Linked DNA regions of Bombyx mori: region 2 is linked to region 1. Evidence: chromatin contacts called from public Hi-C data. All regions are on one chromosome and are shown on one strand. The core of a region is the stretch at or near the end of the contact, and the rest is flanking DNA. Distances in the headings are between cores, read along the strand shown.

Evidence for each region. Hi-C and Micro-C count contacts between places; a contact is called where the count stands out from the background.
Region 2: a Hi-C map of posterior silk gland shows a contact between it and region 1, with 2.0 times the contacts expected there. The contact joins the promoter of LOC101746214 here to the promoter of LOC101739798 in region 1. A contact is called at or near these places in 3 of 7 Hi-C or Micro-C datasets (middle silk gland, posterior silk gland and whole pupa).

The regions. Positions count from the first base shown.
Region 1 is chr8:9,526,041-9,529,489 of ASM3026992v2, reverse strand. LOC101739798 (ubiquitin carboxyl-terminal hydrolase calypso) reads left to right here and starts at 1,986. Exons shown (of 8, transcript XM_004932093.5): 1 at 1,986-2,794; 2 at 3,212-3,359. The coding sequence starts at 2,420.
Region 2 is chr8:9,656,203-9,659,959 of ASM3026992v2, reverse strand. LOC101746214 (protein suppressor of sable) reads right to left here and starts at 1,273. Exons shown (of 2, transcript XM_004932226.5): 1 at 224-1,273. The coding sequence starts at 309. It overlaps LOC101746071 (ubiquitin conjugation factor E4 A), which reads left to right and starts at 2,987. Exons shown (of 16, transcript XM_038012504.2): 1 at 2,987-3,757. The coding sequence starts at 3,228.

The DNA.
Region 1 (3,449 bases), core at 737-3,236:
GGGTTAAATCAGGGGTGGGCAAATACTTTAAAGCGCGGGCCAAAATGAAATTTTCAAAATGTCTCCCGGGCCGGAGGACTATACCGCATATGCTTTTTTACCGCATATGCTTTTTTAATGCTGATGTCAACAAAATCTCATAAAAGAGCTTAAAAAAATTTATGTGCGGAATTTTTCAACGGGCCGGATAAAATTAGCAAAAGGGCCGGATCCGGCCCGCGGGCCGGCTTTTGCCCACCCGTGGGTTAAAGTATGAAATTGCCGTTTTATTGTAATAGGTAGGTACTTCGAATTGACATAGAACCTTCATGGTTTGAGATTTTTGAGTGAAACTTTTTTCCTATGAGGCTCTTTTTTTTTAAATGTGTATCATTCGATTATCGACTTTCAGTTGTTTTTTTTATTCAGCTTAGACAAGAAAGATGGATACTTCAAAAATTCAAGTGATTTTTGAACACGAGTTTCGAAGCGGAAGTAACGGTGCAGAAACAGCTCGCAATATCAATGTTGCGTTTGGAGAGGGGACTGCTAATGAACGCACCGTTCGATTTTGGTTTAAACGGTTTCGTGATAGTAATTTTTATTTGAAGAACGAACCACACGGAAGACCGCCCACACATGTGAATAACAATGAATTGAAAGAGATTGTTCGAGATCGTACTCGTATTAGTGATGGACGAGTAGAGGACGATGATATGCAAATTTGCAGTAATGCGAGTGGTCGTCCATATTGTTCCCCTTACCCCCCAATCCTCGATTCGTGTAACACACCATTTTCAATAATATAAAAAAGTTTGAACAATAAACACCTAACATTATAACTGTAGAAAAAATACGCCACAGACAAAACAGTTTTATTTCTCGAAAACCAAAATTCACCAAGCCTCTCAACCAGCAAACAAAATCGCAAGCCGCACGAGAGATGGTGGAAACCGATCCGAGCCAAGCTACGTAGGAATTAGCGGCACGGTTTTACGTTACCTACCAACAATATTGACTCATTCAGATCAATCTCAGAAAAATGGGTGCCTCATGATTTGAAAGGCATGTTGAAACTTATGTTGCCTTGTTGAATCGATACAGAAATGAAGGAATATTGGATCGAATTTTGACATATGATGAAAAGTGGATTCTTTACGATAACCGTAAGCGAAAAATGCAATAGCTGACCCCAGGTCAAATTCCACCACAGTGTCCTAAAACAAAGCTTACCAATAAAAAGGTAATGGTAACTGTTTAGTGGTCTCAGCATGGTGTCTACTATGCCGAACTCCGAATAATGATAGCAAAATGTACAGTGAACCAGCCCCGACTCATGAATCGATCTTTACCATTATTGCTCCATGATAACGCGAGACCTCATACAGCACGAGAAACCGTTACAACTTTACAGGAACTGCAATTAGGAACCTTTCGTCATCCTCCGTATTCACCAGACCTTGCTCCAACGGACTACCATTTTTTTCGTGATTTGGACAAATTTGTACGTGATAAAAAGTTTTCTTTCCAGGAGGCAGTACAAAATGCTTTCACACAGTTTGTAGAATCTAGATCACCAGAGTTCTATCGCACAGACATAAATGAATGACCTTCCTATTAGATGGCAGCAATGTATAGATAATAATGGTAGATATATTGATTCAATAAATATGTGAATATAAAATATTCAGTATTTAAGTAGTAGTGTCCACTCATCTAAGCAATAAAAAAAACCCTTCATACAACTGTGTCTACAGTTTATTGTAATATTATATCGCCGCTGTATTAGTTCCGCTTTAAAACACAAGCCGCCTTCGACATATATAATTCCATAATATATGTAAATTACCATTCCATATTCACGATTTCTATATTCGCTGCATATGCGGCTATGGAATAAGTAGCCACTCACCATCAGGTGGGCCGTGTGCTCGTCTGCCTGCAAGGGCACTAAAAAAATATATATTTACAGAACATATACCCCGCGAATAAAGAGTTTTTACTGTATTTCTTCAAGTGTCTTACTAACCGCTTAGCATCTGTGAAAGTGCTTGTGTGAGAAAATGAAACAAAATTGCTGAACATGGCTTCGTGGGATCTTCCAAAAAGTTCTTTGAACTCTCGGTAAATTCGCACTTTTTAAGTAAGAGGCGTTGTCTTAATATGTCTCCTCGTTTAATTCTATTTCCTTCCATTCAGTCCATTTCACTTTTCAAACAACAAACATGGCTTCGGTCTATTTTAATAAAAACTTGACTGTATGGTCTGTGTTCCCAGTGCCTGTCCAAAACACGAATGGCAAAAATATGCAATTAATAATAATTTACGCAATAACATTGTTAGGGTGGGAAAAGGGCAGAGATTTGGGAACAATAAAACTATAAAACTAAATAAAACAAAAGACTCGACGGCAATAAACGTAAACAATAACCATTGTTGAATGAAAAATATGCCGGTAGAACTAAACAGTCTTACCGAAGGCTGGCTAGAATTGGAAAGTGATCCTGGTCTTTTTACTTTACTATTAGAAGATTTCGGTGTTAAAGGTGTGCAAGTTGAGGAAATTTATGACCTGCATAAGCCTTTAGAGAGCCCGGTGTACGGATTTATCTTTTTATTTAGATGGATAGAAGAGCGCAGATCAAGGCGAAAATTCGTTGAACAAATTGAAAGCTTTGTACGGGATGAGGAGACCATCAATAATATTTTTTTTGCACAGCAAATGGTACCCAACAGTTGCGCCACTCATGCTTTACTTTCCATTTTACTAAACTGTCCAAATCTTCATTTAGGAGAAACATTAAGTAGGTTAAAAGTGAGTACTGAAATGTATTTATTAATAAGAAACCTATTGAAGTATTCCTACAAACTATTTAAATCTGAGCAAGAATTGTAGCTAATGTATTTTACAAAAATGTTCATAAATAATAGATGCAAAATGGATTTAATTAAAACTAGTTTTGTAATTCAATCTCGTCTATATTATAATAATATTAATTTTATCATTCGCTTTCTCAAGAAATACAGTTTTAGTAGTTATGGACACCAGTCGTAACAAGAGAAGTTTTAATTATGCCTATGACTGGAAAACCAAAGAAATTCAATTCAGATGTATCAGAATAAACTAATTAATACAGATTTGAAATATTGCTTAAAACTACTTTCTTTGGTATAAAATAACTTAACCCTAGTTTTCATAGTTATATTAAAATGTCTCTTATATCACCCACAGCATCATACAGTGGGTATGAATCCTGAAAACAAAGGATGGGCAATAGGAAATACACCTGAGTTGGCTTGTGCCCACAACTCACATGCCATACCACAAGCACGCAAAAAGACAGACAAAAATGCTGGAGTTTCTACTGGCAGATTTACAGGTAGTACGAAAGGATCCATCTTGTTTCAGTAATTATTGAATATTCATTGATATTGATACAGTATTTGTGTGATTTTGCATTTTGACATTC
Region 2 (3,757 bases), core at 24-2,523, 130 kb before region 1:
ATAAATTCGTATTTATATAATAATCTTTGTATGTACCTAGGTACTTTCTGAAAATCAAAACCTTTGTGTAATCAATGTGTAATTACATAATATAGCACAACACACACTTTCAACGTTCAAAGTTTCAACATTAAATCTGTTCGAAAATGTTCTTAATAGGTTATCTATTAATAAAATATTCCAAATGGACACGGACGTGGCCTTTTTTGCTTAGATACTATACCTAATATTCGTAGAAAGTATAAGCATTGGAAATATTCTCCAAAAATCACAATAATGCTTGTTTGCGATGATAGACCAAATCAACATAGACAGTCGAAGTCGGTACAGTAACTGTTCATAGATCCACTACTTTCAAATTTAATAATTTGATGAATCGAGCAAAGTAAGCAGTGGGTGGCCGTTCACATTTCACAATGTCTTGCTGGGTTGCGGTTTCGCCGCGGTATGACATGACGTCAGCCTTCTAGAACAGCAAGATCTATATTATTTGTCCTTTCTTTCATTGAGGTCACGCGGTGTTACACTCACACAAAGGCATTGAATATGAAAGTATACGACGATAAGGACTGCGTATATTGCGCAGTTAACGCACAATAAGTTAAATACTTGTGGTTTTTGTAATACGAACATCAACAGATAATACACCTAAATAGTAAATGTTACGAGTCACAATAAGAGAAATAAAAAATTATGAATATAGATAGGAACCAACACCCGTACATAAAATTAAATGTAAATATATACATAAATATGGGATTGACGAGATACGTTCCAAAGCTATTATATATAATTGTGTTATATTATTTAATAAGTGTAGCTGGCGTTAAAAATGTTTTTAACATTCTCATGCAAATTTTGCCAAGATGGCGGCTACGATACAATCGCGTGATCAATTATATGCCGCCATTTTATGATGGAATTTTTTCCAATCATTACTTAGATTGGAATCACATTTTGAACGATATTACCCTTTGATATTACCATTATTCTGAACATCTCCAGTATTACTCGATAAGCGATAATATGTAATGAGTAGCACGTAGACTACCTGATCAAGCACTAAAATGGGGGCCACGCGTTCATTATTGTCCTAACTAGCAAATAATATAAGTGTTACCAATCTTACATTAATCAACGGTTCACTATGTGCGACTACTATACGCCATGTATTATGTAAATATTCATAGCATTGTTGCATTAGACGAAACAAATCGAGTGCGCTACAATGATTTCGAACGACGACTGCTGCAGAACATGGCAGTGGGCTTAAAATTTTTAGTTCGGTCTTTCAGCACAATCTGTTGAAGCGCTGGTGAAGCGGAAGCTATAGCGCCATCTACAAAGTCAAGCTGCAATTTAGATACTTTAAGTGATGCTTTTAATACTAAAATATCAGATTATTTGATTATAAGTCATAATTACAGCTTTTATGTGAGTTTAAAAATATATAAAGTATTTTTTGTCACATATTGGACTTCTAAAATAGAATCTCACATTAATGATAAAAAATAAGTTGCTTAACTTGGACACATAATTTTACCAGTGTTGCTAATGCAACAAAAAAGGGAAAAGGTCGAATTGCCAGAACGAAAGTTTCTCAAATTATAAATAAATTATCTTTGCGAGTCATTTGCGCTCAAATCTAAAAATAAGGTCAATGCGCTTGAAAATCAGTTTTGATTGATATAAATTTTGAATTTCTAGTCATAAAATTTGAAACTGAATCGTAAATGCTAGTAATTGAAATTAAATCGACCTGCGGTGCATATTAAGCTCTGACCTCTATTTTGAAAAATATTTTAGATATCGGTATTATGAAATAGCATCATTTGTCATTCTATGTTACCTCCCGTGAAGCGTAGCAAATTATCCTATTAGATTTACAAAACAATTGAAACATAAACTCATATATTTAATGTAGAAAATAGTCTCAATATTTATTCATTGTTCTCTAAATCTATGCTGGTACACATGAAGAAAGCCCATTGAATAGCTATTGAAAACGAAAAAGCTTTATTTCGTTTTTGTTACTTGCTAACATGGACATACAAAACTATGACCCACCTGACAGTAAGCGGTAACCAGAGACAAGGACCTAAACGTGGATTGCTTAATACACCTTGACACAAAATTGATGTTCCAAGTGAACAACAAGTACAACAGAAGTCTTAAATTTTAATTAGAACGCATGACAATTTCATGGAAATAGTTAAGCTAGCACCCATCATTGTGCGTTTGCAACATGCCCGATAATTATGAACTAAGTATGAATAATATAACAAATGAAGAAAAATGTCATAGAATGTATATTCTTTGATATTTTTACTCTTTCTCGCAAACATGGCTGTAATGGATTTCGATGAAATTTCGCACAAAGATAGTTTGTAACTGGATTAACACATACTTATGATACTTTTTAACATAGAAAATGACATGACTCGGGCTACACCGAATACCTACACTTTCTTTATTAAATATGATAGTGTTTTCGTTGTCTCATGAATAAAATAACAATGGATCTACAAACCAAATGATAGTTTATGGACAAGAGCACATTGAGAGATAAGACTCCCATAGCTTTATCTCATGAAAATTCAACGTGTTTTGTCTTTCGGAATTAATAATGTAACGTGAGTACAAACGTAGGTCAAAGTGAGCTTATTTAATTGTTATTGATCGACATGTAATTTTTCAAATACGACTACAAGGGTTCACCAAAGGATACAGAGTACCACTTATCCAGAAAATAAATACTATTCCAAAGGAATTTATTTTTTCTAACTTGACCCTAATATAACCGCAGGTAAAAGTTAGTGTTATTAGAAGCTTTCAGCGTGCATCGGAATCTTTCTCGACTGACACAAACATACACTTGCTTATGTTTTACAATTACATATATCGATTCTATTCGAAAAATAAATCAAGCTAACCCCTGTGCTAACGAATGAAACTTAAAAGGATAAACGTCATTTCCATGTGATTTCAATCACTTGAAGAGAAAATGTCAAATTATTGTCATGTAAAATGATGTAAATTTTATCAAATTTGTGATAAGTCATCAGTTTCGAAAACAAAACAGATTGCAATAACTTTTTGTGAATGACTTCAATATTAAATTCTTCTAAGAATATTAATCACACTGTATATATTTATTCAAAATTTTATCACTGTCACTTTTCTGAACTGTCCTAACAATATCAATTTTAAATTGGTAAGACGAAAATATGTCTCAACAGTTTAATCCATTTCTTGGGTTACTGGGAACTTCTCCATCTGAAACTCCAATTCCGGAAGACAGTCCTATAACTATTACTTCTGTGCCAGTCCAGGTTGATGAAGAAACAGAAATTGTAAACAACATCGTCGAAAATGTTTTTTACTTTACCATAAATGTAAATGCAGTCGAAAATCGGCCCAATAATGAAAAACAGTTAGTATATTTAGAAGAACTTGCTGAAGCAACTAAACCTCGCATTCACATAGACTTCGAAGCATTGGAACAGGCACTTTTCGAAAGATTACTTTTGCAAGATGTTGAGTCTAATGTTATTCCAAAAGGTACCAAAGTTTATAAGGAGCATGTCATAGAGAAGCATGTCTTTCTGTATCTATTTAACTCCTTACAAAATCTACAAAGTTATAACAATAGCAAGAACATGGTGGAAAAGCGAGCTGTGTCAAAAATGAGAGAATTAATATTTCGAAATGCAGTGACTGCTTTAAAACAACCAGCACTCTTTGAAGACCAAGACTT